Regions from separate parts of the Arachis hypogaea genome. Here region 1 is linked to region 2. A link is a contact called in public Hi-C data. All regions are on one chromosome and are shown on one strand. Each heading gives the region's core, a stretch centred on a gene start, on an enhancer-like site or on the middle of the called end of the contact. The rest is flanking DNA. Distances are from core to core; before and after follow the strand shown. Region 1 holds the start of LOC140176855. Region 2 has its middle 18 kb from the start of LOC112728128.

The links. Hi-C and Micro-C count contacts between places; a contact is called where the count stands out from the background.
Region 1: a contact with region 2 is called in a Hi-C map of leaf, with 4 times the contacts expected there. The contact joins the promoter of LOC140176855 here to the enhancer-like site in region 2. A contact is called at or near these places in 4 of 8 Hi-C or Micro-C datasets (leaf and an unstated tissue).

What each region holds. Positions count from the first base shown.
Region 1 is chr12:107,851,618-107,854,490 of arahy.Tifrunner.gnm2.J5K5, forward strand. LOC140176855 reads left to right here and starts at 1,577. Exons shown (of 1, transcript XM_072208410.1): 1 at 1,577-2,095. The coding sequence starts at 1,577. The coding sequence ends at 2,095.
Region 2 is chr12:107,812,771-107,815,564 of arahy.Tifrunner.gnm2.J5K5, forward strand. No RefSeq gene overlaps it. Among protein-coding and RNA genes, the nearest start is that of LOC112728128, 18 kb to the left of the region's middle. Within about 2 kb of position 1,276, at least 2 of the 3 cell types and tissues checked have open chromatin away from gene starts, as enhancers often do.

The DNA.
Region 1 (2,873 bases), core at 327-2,826, 39 kb after region 2:
CTATTTTACAATTATGGAGCTGCATAGATTTGTCGGCTAGGTTGAGATTTAGGAAGCCGTAGAGGTAGTTACCACAGTGATAGAACATACCAGAAATTAGGGAAAATATAAGGAAAATAATTATTACAGAACTTCCTACCTAACAATTACTGTTTTACAAATCTTCACTTGTAATAATAGGGAGGTCACAATGTCACATTATATGTCATGTGAGTTTTTGTTAACAACTGTGTTAAGGATATTTATCAACTAGTATGTAATATTTTATTAGAATTTAATTTTAATATAATTTCCATTATAAAAACATTAGTTTGGTTTTATATTATGAATCCTTTAAAATACTAAGATCCCTTAATTCCCTTCTAAGAATGTGGCTGATGGCTCACATTTTCATGAAATTATAAATTCCACCATTTTGTAACTCATGTCATGCATATCTGAATTTATGCATGTAAATATATTTATTATCATGTCTTTTGTTTTGTTGGTTAATATTATATTTAATGTATGATATTCTAATACATGTATTCAATTATTTAATATGCAAGATAATCATTTTTTTGTTATAGTTTCACTTTTTCAGTTGTTAATTTACTAATAATGTTATTGTTCATATTCTGACTCAAGAACATAAGTCAGGCCCAGTAAAGCGAAAAGGTCCAACAAAGAGAATGGATCTTATCGCACACATGACTTCTTTAACGAGGTCGGATTCGACGAAAACGGGGAGCTCATGCTTACTCACGAAAGTAACTACTTCCCCGAATCTTTCACCTATTTTTAGAAGAGAAATCTCAACAACCCTAAGATAAAGAGGCGGTTATCCACCATAAGAAGTGGAACTACTTCAACGGTGGTTATTAGCTCATCTCCTATAAATACTCTGACACACTCAGGTATATTTATGTCCCAATATACTTAAACCTACTTAACCCCTTGCTGACTTAGGCATTGGAGTGTCTTGCAGGTACCACCCCCCATCCTTTCAAACACACAACTCGGACGGCGGCTCCCTGACGTAGGACAAGTCAAAGACCACCTTCCTTGAATGCTTGGGCCTTACAAATAAGCTCAATCATCATCCGGTTTTAGGTAATCCTCGGAACATTGGCGCCGTTACCAGAGACCTGAGATCTAGCACTACATAGCAGACGATCAGTATGAAGACGAATGTACAACATCTGAGTCAGATCAAGAATACTAAGACATGATCAACAACGATCAAGCACTAGCAATACCTCCTCTAATTATGCAGGAACCACATGGTGAAGGTCCTTCTGGCGACCAACATCAAAGAAGAATCCCCTCCGAGGTTCGTTTCCCTGAAAGGGAAGAATAACCTCATAGCACCGACCTCATGGGATTGCTGCATGGACATCAGGGTCGACTTGAGCAACTAGAGCAGGAATTAGAGCGATAGCGCGAGGCAGAAAGGAGCCTAAGGAAGGAGATCAGACGGCGGAAAGAGCTGGAGGAGAAGCTCTCAAAGTTAGAATCTAACTTTCGGAGCAAGGATTCCCGCACAACTCGGGAAGATATCCCACTTGGGGGAGAGGATCCTTTCACTAAGGATATCATGCGGGCTAAAGTTCCCAGAAACTTTAAGAGCCCTGACATGAATCTATATGATGGGACAACCAACCCAAAGCATCACCTCAGCTACTTCAAAAGTCGGATGTACTTGGCTGATGCATCAGATGCTACTCACTGCAAGGCCTTCCTGACGACCTTGACAAAAGCGGCCATGAAGTGGTTTGATAGCCTACCCCCCAGGTCGGTTACCAGCTTCGACGACCTTACGCGCAAGTTCCTCACACGGTTTTCAATTCAGAAAGATAAGGTTAAGCATGCACCCAGCCTACTCGGGGTCAAACAAGAGGTCGGGGAGCCCCTGAGAGACTACATGGAGAGGTTCAACAAAACATGCTTGGAAATTCAAAACCTGCCTACTGAGGCGGTAATAATGGGACTGGTCAATGGTCTCCGAGAAGGACCATTTTCCCAGTCCATCTTGAAAAGGCACTTGACTTCTTTGAACGATGTACAAGAGCGAGCTGAAAAGTATATCAACATGGAAGAAAATGTCAAGTTATGATAGCCGAGTTGGCGACTAGGGCACCCTCACCAGCCAAAGGAAAAACAGAAGGAGCCCAAGAAAAAAGAAGAAGTCGGACCCGAGAAGCCCAGAAGGTACCACAATTATACTCCGTTACGAGTTTCTCTCGTTGACGTTTACAGGAAAATTTGTCACACCGAGAGGCTCCCTCCCCCGCGTCTGATAAAAAACAAAAAGGGTGGAAGCCGTAACGAGTATTGTGAGTACCACAACCTGTACAGACATTCAACAAATGATTGTTACGACCTAAAAAATGTGATAGAAAATTTGGCTAGGGAAGGTCGGTTGGACAGATATCTCATGGAAAGGTCGGACAATCACAAAAAAAGGAAAAGAGACGACGAAGACCTTGACCGGAGAGGTCCACCCCCGCAGACTCCAGAACGACACGTTCACATGATAACGGGAGGATTCGCTGGAGGGGGGCTGACCAAGTCATCTCGGAAGAGACATTTAAAAGATGTCTACCAAGTCGGGAATGATAGACCCGACCTCCCGACAATCTCCTTCACCAGAGAGGATGGATAGGGCATTGTACCCAGACACGAAGACCCGGTAGTAATTACCATGATTCTCTCCAACGCTCACTTGCACAGAACCTGGTAGACCAAGGCAGCTCAGCCGATATACTGTTTAAGACAGCATTTGATAAGCTGGAGTTGGACGAGAAGGATTTAAAAGCCTATCCAGATACTCTCTTCGAATTAGGAAATGCTCCCATCAAACCATTGGGCTTCATCTCCCTATATACAACTTT
Region 2 (2,794 bases), core at 26-2,525:
CAGTCCTCTCACTATCATTTCTCCACTTTTCAAAACAGAGGAAAAAGAGGAAATAGCATCATGAATTGAAGGAACACGTTGCTTCTCAACACTCTCCTCTTCTTCTTCATCCTCAACTCCATTTCTCTCTTTCTCTACTTCCTCACATACTCTTCCAATTCTTCACGCTCCAATGCCAACCTTCACAATCAAGTTCCTCTCTTAAGATCGCAGCAGCAACAACAATCGCGCCATCACTCTTCAAAGCCATGGCCAATTCTCCCTTCTTACCTTCCTTGGACCGATGCCGAAGACTCTAAGGCCAACGCCATAACCTGCTCCTGTGAAGGCTACTTCGGAAACGGCTTCAGTGGAGACTCATTGGCGGTGAACACACGGCAAATAACGTTACTGCGGGGAGCGACGCCACCGTGGTAGGAAAACTCCTCAAAACTGAAGGCTTCTACGACGTTGTTGAAGTCAGAGGGGTTTTGGATCGGGAATCCCTTGAACACCACGACCTCTTTCCCAAATTAGAGAATCCAGGTACTCTCTATTATTCTTGATAGACTCCGTAAGTAACACTATCATTGTTGCAGGAGGAGCCACCACTGCTGGAAACCTAACTCCATCGTAAACTTCTGCTGTGGAACCTGGATCTTCATGAATGCCTCTGATACTACCATCCTCGATTGATCTCACTGTTAACTCTGAAATGGTTATTATTGAAGAGAAAATGATAAATTATATGATATATATTTTATCAAATAACAAATTTGAATAATAATACAAGAGAGAAAGATTTTGTTTGTGATGAGGTGAAGTCCTTGATTATTGCTAATTTAAATATAATTGGGTTGAATTGAATTGAGTTTAGACATGATTCATGATTCAACGATTCTGGAATTGTGGTTGTTGAAGCCGTATTGTTATTGTTAAAAAAGAACAGAAATTCTGAAGAGAGGTGAAGGAAAAAAAGTGGAAAAGAAGAAGAGGATATTATGGTAAATGTGGATTTTTTTTTTACGGTAAACGTTATTGAGGAACTAATTAAAAAATTTAATTTTGTTTAGGGACTCAATTACAAACTTTTAAAATGGAAGGACCAATTTGTAATTCCAGTGAAAATATAGAGACTAGTTGTATAATTTAACCTATTTTAAAAGTTGAGTATTTTTTGTCAAGTATGACAATAAAACTATATAAGCTTGGTATCTTATTTTTTTTGGTCGGGTCGGTATGGGTAAGGTTGTTATATAGGCCATTGTTAGGCCCGGTCTTGAAAGATTTATGCCACATAGAAATGGGCCGAATAATTTGGAAGCTAGCCTAAAACCAAATGGAAAATAAAGGTACTACTATTTCATAAAGATAAAAACTCTGACAAAAAAAAGGAAAAAAAACTGAATAACAACTACAGCAGGTTCGATACCACAAAGAAAAACTACAGCAAGTTGCAACTGAGACTAAATACAGATAAAAGATTTGTAAGCCTTCATGACCAGAAAAAAAAAATCATAAGCCTTTGATCAACCTGCATTAGGATTCAAATTCCAGGAGTGGAATATATAAAATTCTTTTAGTGTGCGTAAGTGTGGTGAGTGTGGTGTAGACCAAAAAAAAAAAAAAAAAAAAAACTACAGCAGGTTTAATAAGTTATCGTAGAAACCAATGAAGATATCCTTGAATATGAAGACTTTGCAAGAGTTGAAATGATAGATCTCTGACCAAGATAAATAATAATAATAATAATAATAATATACTCTTTATTTATTTATATGTATATATATTTTTTGTATATTTTCTAGTTCTAATATTATTAAAAGTAATTGATGAAAAGTGAAAAAACAAAACATAAAAAAATAAAAAAATCCTTTTATATTATAAAAAAGATATATAAAAAAGTATAAAGAATAATTTAAATATCATTTTTTTATCAAACCTACTATAATTAGGAGTGGCAATGGGACGGGTGTTTGTCCTACCCGACCTCCATCAATTAATAATTCGCATAGAATCTGCCCTACTCGTATCAATGAGTAGTAATAAAAAGTTGAATTCTAATCCGTCCCACTTCTATCCATCCTTATAATTATTAAAATCCAACAAATAAAATTAAAATAAAAATTTAAATATAATACAATATTATTAATTATTTTACTAATTATTTTATTACCTAAATCAGATCCCGTCCCATCCCGCTCAAAATTCTGCTCTGCACCAAAACACGTAATTACTTGTCCTGAACGGATAAGAACGAAATGAATACCCACAAATTCGAATAGTGTTGCTACTCCTAACTATAATCCTTAATTATTAATAATTGTATGAGAATATTATCCCTTTCCATGTTACTCATGGAGTAACATGACCTTTTTTATCTTAAAATTATCATCATCTTCTTCCTTGATAATACAGAAGTGAGATAGATGAAAGATTTAATTTAATCCATGTCAAGTGGTTACCATTTAATGTTTATCTAATTCTTGGATAATCAGACATAAATTCTCGAATATATATCTGTCTACTATAGTCAACGCCTAATTCTAATCTAGTCCAAGTTTACTTTTTGGTGAATATAAGGCTAACCATGAAATCATCTATATATATACGTCACCTCTAAAGATCAAACACAAGATATAATGCTTAAGCTAGCAATCCAAATGATGACTAATGCTTTCATTAAGCCTTATGATTTCAATAATGTTCACCTAATTAAACTATCTTGGTTATGCAAACATGGAATAAGTTCAAAACATTAAATTATAAGTGATTCAGATCGATCACTATAAGTTTAGTCAAATGTTGCTTTCGC